Regions from separate parts of the Gossypium arboreum genome. Here region 2 is linked to region 1. The links are chromatin contacts, called in public Hi-C maps. All regions are on one chromosome and are shown on one strand. Each heading gives the region's core, a stretch centred on a gene start, on an enhancer-like site or on the middle of the called end of the contact. The rest is flanking DNA. Distances are from core to core; before and after follow the strand shown.

The links. A called contact is a pair of places that touch in the nucleus more often than the background predicts.
Region 2: a Hi-C map of leaf shows a contact between it and region 1, with 7 times the contacts expected there. The contact joins the promoter of LOC108485553 here to the promoter of LOC108486235 in region 1. A contact is called at or near these places in 2 of 5 Hi-C or Micro-C datasets (both in leaf).

Annotation. Positions count from the first base shown.
Region 1 is chr6:13,325,824-13,328,745 of ASM2569848v2, reverse strand. LOC108486235 (arogenate dehydratase/prephenate dehydratase 1, chloroplastic) reads left to right here and starts at 1,474. Exons shown (of 11, transcript XM_017790171.2): 1 at 1,474-2,443. The coding sequence starts at 2,176.
Region 2 is chr6:13,542,256-13,545,026 of ASM2569848v2, reverse strand. LOC108485553 (ATP synthase gamma chain, chloroplastic) reads left to right here and starts at 1,265. Exons shown (of 1, transcript XM_053029574.1): 1 at 1,265-2,771. The coding sequence starts at 1,729. It overlaps LOC108485552 (pentatricopeptide repeat-containing protein At1g11710, mitochondrial), which reads left to right. Exons shown (of 1, transcript XM_053029573.1): 1 at 1-769. The coding sequence ends at 524.

The DNA of each region.
Region 1 (2,922 bases), core at 225-2,724:
ATGAGAATGTTAAATTGAAAATGACTCAGCCAACAATGTTACAAAGCTATGAAGAATTGAACTCGATGTGTCTGCTTTAGGTGGATATTTACCTGATGTAAAGGCCCTAGTGCCTCGTTTTTAGTTTGTAGCTTTTTGTTTTAGGTGCCAATCTATTAATAGTGTATGGTCCATTACCTTACTAATTAGAGATAATCCTTTGTCATACGACATTCACAACTTGATTTTGTACTATATTATTGATTTTAATTAATAAATAAGGTAAATTAAAAAATTAAATAAAAGTATTATAAAAGTTCCTATATTAAGAATTAAATTGTATTTTATCAAAAAAATGAGTCAATTTAAAATAGATTTGATCATGGGCTAAGTCGATATCAAATTTTATACCCAAGCATGACTCAAAAAATGGACTTAAAATTTTGCTCAAACTTGACCCAGATAAAAAATACTAAACCCGAGCCCACCTAGCCTGCCCATATTGAAAATTTTATATTATTTTTATATAAAACAAATTTAAAAATAAAATAAATCAAATATACTAAAAACATTAAAATAAATATTTCCCAATAAATTAAAAATACATTAGAAAAAGTTTTTATACTTAAATAATACTAAGATAGTTATAACTTAGCAAGTAAATATTTTTAAAATAGTAGCAAAATTAAGAATAAAATAAGAGTTATATAATATCCAAATAATAACAACAAAATAGTAGAAATATAATAGCAAAATGGTAGCAAAACAACAACAAAATGACAACAAACAGCAACAAAAAAATTTTTTTAGGTAGGTTCGGGCTGGGTCAAGTCCAGGCAAAAAAATCTTACATTAAGCTCAACCCATTTAGAAAACGGGCATTATTTTTTGTCCAAGTCTATTTTTTGGATCTATATTTTTGTCTTTAACTCTCTCACTTTTTCAAGCGAGCTTTCAGTCCTAGGCGAATGACCCGATTTATGATCAAACCTAATTTAAATTAGTTCTTATAGTTAAATAAAAAAGCAAACTGATCATTTTTATTAAAAAACATACATTTTTACTATTAAAAACTGACTTGACTAATGAAATAACTAAATAATTATACATGATATGCCACATATACCTCATGTTGACATATATAAACTAATTTTAATAATAAAATAGATAGATATTTAAAAAAATGAACCAATTTGCTCTAATTTATTTACTTTTGAATAAAAGAATAAAACATAAATTGACTTATAATACAAAACTTTCTTCTTCTTTTTTACCAACAAATATTTTAAATAAAAATTGAAAGTTCCGGTACTATTTGACAATTCACTTAAGAAATACTAAAATTTATTAAAATAAAAAATATGAATTTGAGTACGTTGTAGTAAATAAAATAAAAATGAAAATAGGGAAGAAAAAAATACTAAGGGATAAGATTTCTTTAAAAAAAAATCTAAAATTGAGATATTTTATCTAAATAACTTTAGTAACGCCTGAACTGGATTTTGATAACGCTACAGAAAACATTTGGAAGAATATACTATCTAATATTTATTTTTTTCCCCAATACAATTTAATGTTATGGTTTAAGCCAGCTCAGCCATTTTTGTGAAATTTGGAAGGCTATTTCCAGGTTTCCAAAACCATTCCCTGATTATACCCTTCCTATACTCCTCTATTTAATATCATATATGGAGGGTTTGGTGGTGATATAGTTGTTCCCAGGACCCAGGTTTCACTCATGAAGATTGGATTCTCATTGGATTGCTTGGCTTCACCTTCGTTTTTTTTTCCTTTCCTTCTTTGACGTCAAACACCCTCTAATCTAAGGAAACGTGTAGCCAACTTTCCTTTCCCAACTACCCTTTTCTTTTTCTAGTCTACCCAAGTTCTTTGAATTACCAGTAGCATTTGTTTAATTTTTCAGTTGAAAAGAAGGGGAAAACAAAAAAAAAAAAAGTTTGGGCTTTTCTTTTTTGAGTAGTTTTGTGTTATGGGGTCCATTCATACTTAACCTGCATTCTCCTTTCAAGTTGTCTCTCACTCTGTTTCACCAACAACACCGCACCACCAAACTTGATTCTTTTTTTCACTCATTGAGAGGTTGAAGTTTTGGCCTTTTCTTGTTCTTTTGATAGAAAAATTGTAGGACATTGGCATTGTGTGTTATTTGGTTTTTGAGGTTTCTTGTATTTTTGGATGGCTTTGAAGTGTGTTCCGATCTTTTGTTCTCAAAAGCCTCAGTCTCTTCCTGAGATACCAGCTTTGGGGTATAGCCGAGGTAGGCTTGTGTTGGATTTGAGGCCTATTAGATTGGAATGCTGTGCTTTGGGTGCTTCAGCACAAAGTGCTATTTGTCTTGTTGAAGACGAGAAGCCTGGGGCCAAGACATCTCCCACTGGGAAGATTGATAAAGATGGGAACACAATCTCAAGGGGGTTTCACAAGGACTTGAATCTTCTTCCTAGTAAGCTAACTCGGTTGTAGTACTTTCAACTAATATTGGGTTTTATTTTTAGTTTTTTTTATAATCCTCTTCCTATAATTTTATTGAGTTGTTGTTGTATGAATTTTAGATGTGATGGAAGGTATGGTTTGTTCTATAAATTAGCATTAATGAAATTATAGATGGAAATAATGTTCATTATATTTTTAAGTATTGATGCAAATATTTTGATTTAGGTTGAAAAGAATCCTAAAATATGTTGAAGGGCAATGTAGATGGGTCCATTTGTTGTTCTAGTGTTTATAGCTAAATGAAAGGTTCTACTTTGAATGAGTTTGAATAAAGGACAGTTGGAACATTCATTAGGATAAATGATGTTTCATTTGATATGTAGAATTACATTTATGAGGCCAATTATATTCAATGTCAGTTGTTTGAATGTGCTTCAAGGTTATGTAGCTATGTAAAGATAGAAGATGGCTGCTATTGTCTCCTGCTTG
Region 2 (2,771 bases), core at 16-2,515, 220 kb before region 1:
TTTGGGTCTACGAAAAGATGAAGGTGGAGAAAAAGCCCAACATAGTGATATATAACTCTATTCTTAATGGATTGTGCAAGGATATGTCAATGGATGCTGCAAGATGGATGATAGATTCATTAAAGAGTCTGGGTTTACCTGATGCTGTAACATATAATACTCTCATTAACGGTTATTGCAGCTGTGGTAATATGGACGAGGCATTTTCTCTGTTAATGGAGATGCGAAAGGTAGGGAGGTTTGTAAACACAGTAACTTACAATACATTGATAAACTTTCTTTGCAAGTGTGGGTGCATTCAACAAGCAAAAGAACTAACGAAGAGAATGGTTCTAGATGGCCTGATTCCTGATTTTATAACATACACGATGCTCATTACATGTTCTGCTAAGAATTGTAGCGCAGATGAAGTTATTGAATTGCATGACTCCATGGTGCTTAACGGAGTGGTTCCTTCCCGACAGACATATCAAGCTATTGTCAGACCCCTCCTTGGGGAAGAAAATGAGGAGACAAGAGTTTAGTTTTTATATTTTCTTACTCATGTTAGTTCAGTTGCCTTTGATTTTTTCCCCCTTCTTTCTTATTCATTGTCATTAGATGATGAACAACTGAGAACTTTTTCTTTATGTCAAATAAATATAGAGATTTCGCCTATGGTGTGGATTTTAGTGAATTATGCAGCTGTCGAACACGACAGGTTGCTAATTTATGCCATTGTATGTATTATTATGTGAAATTTTCTACTTGAAAAACAGTTTTAGGAAAAGATGATGTTATGATGATTGTTTCTGTTTTGTTTATGAGTAGGATATGGATTCAGGGGCCTGGAAGTTCTTGAATTAGCCTGTTCTTTCCTTTCTTATTACTTAGAGCTTTAAATCTCATAGGTTCAAAGGAGTAGACATTGACAGTAAAAAGCTCCTGCAACACTGATCTAGGAAGATGATGGAGCATTGCGGTTCTGATGCAAGATGTTTCGACCTGTTAAATTGGAAATGATCTTCTGCATAATTTTGACTAATGATGTATCGGTCCATGAATGTGTGGCCTTGAAATTTCATCATCTTTTTTGTTCCTTTATTTTCCCTCATTTCTTATTGTTACAGGGTATAGAACACCAGCAATATGTCTGAGGCAACGCATTTGTTTTCTGAAATGTAATCTTTTGATTATTTTGTATGGAAATATGATAGACATTCAAATCATAAAGCTCTTTTGATCTGTTCTCCAACCATTTTTACAGAAAATCAGTTTTTTTGCAACATAAAGTCTATGGCTTTTCTTATCAGGTACATAACCTTTTCCACACATATTTTCTGGAAATTAACACAAGTAAATATTGTAAGTATGGTTGAAAAGTATCAAAATTCATGGAGTAGCATATACCTTTCAGAATAGGGAACCTATCAAGTTAGGATCCAAGAAACAACCATTCAGAGGTTGCCACTTCAAAAAGGCCCCATCAAGATGTAATGGTGAAAAATCAATGGACACAAATTTCAAAATCCTTATCCCAAAACCTCATCCATTCCCTCCCTCTCACTTCCACACATTCTCTCTGATTTCCTCCATACCAGAAACAACTCTCCAACACACAAAAGGATAAGACTTGATAAAAATCAAAATACAAAAACAAGCCATTGTAGGAAAAAGCTCTTTCTCTTGCTCTCTTTAGAGTAAATTTCTCTTGCAATCCTTTGTAGAGATCCGGGATCCATTGTCACCATGTCTTGCTCAAATCTGACAATGTGGGTGTCCTCAAAACCCTCTCTTTCTGACACTTCTTCACTCTCTTTCCGTTCTTTCATCAGCCCTTTTCAGCTCCCGTCTCAGAGCTCAACCCCCGGTAACCCTTCCAGGTCCTCATCTGTAACCCCAGTTCACTGTGGTCTTCGTGAGCTTAGAGACCGTATTGATTCAGTAAAGAACACGCAGAAGATCACTGAAGCTATGAAACTTGTGGCTGCTGCTAAAGTTAGGAGAGCACAAGAAGCTGTTGTCAATGGCAGACCTTTCTCTGAGTCCCTGGTTGAAGTTCTTTACAACATCAATGAACAGCTCCAGACTGAAGACATAGATGCTCCTCTCACAAACGTCAGGCCTGTCAAAAAAGTTGCTTTGGTTGTTGTTACTGGTGATCGTGGTCTCTGTGGAGGTTTCAACAATGCTATCCTCAAGAAAGCTGAAGCTAGAATTGCAGAATTGAAGCAGCTTGGACTTGATTATACAATAATCAGTGTGGGGAAAAAGGGTAATTCATATTTCATCCGCAGGCCTTACATCCCAGTGGACAGATTCCTAGATGGTAGCTCACTCCCTACAGCTAAAGAAGCTCAGGCAATTGCTGATGATGTTTTTTCACTCTTTGTTAGTGAAGAAGTCGATAAAGTGGAGCTTTTGTACACCAAATTCGTATCCTTGGTTAAGTCTGATCCTGTGATTCATACTTTGCTTCCACTTTCACCAAAGGGTGAAATCTGTGATGTAAATGGTGTTTGTGTTGATGCTGCTGAGGATGAGTTCTTCAGATTGACAACCAGGGAAGGGAAACTGACGGTGGAGAGAGAAGTTATGAGGACTGAGACAGCTGATTTCTCTCCCATTTTGCAGTTTGAGCAGGACCCAGTTCAGATTCTTGATGCTTTGTTGCCTCTTTATCTCAACAGCCAGGTTCTGAGGGCTTTGCAGGAATCACTAGCCAGTGAGCTTGCAGCTAGGATGAGTGCCATGAGCAATGCTACTGATAATGCCCAGGAACTGAAAAAGAC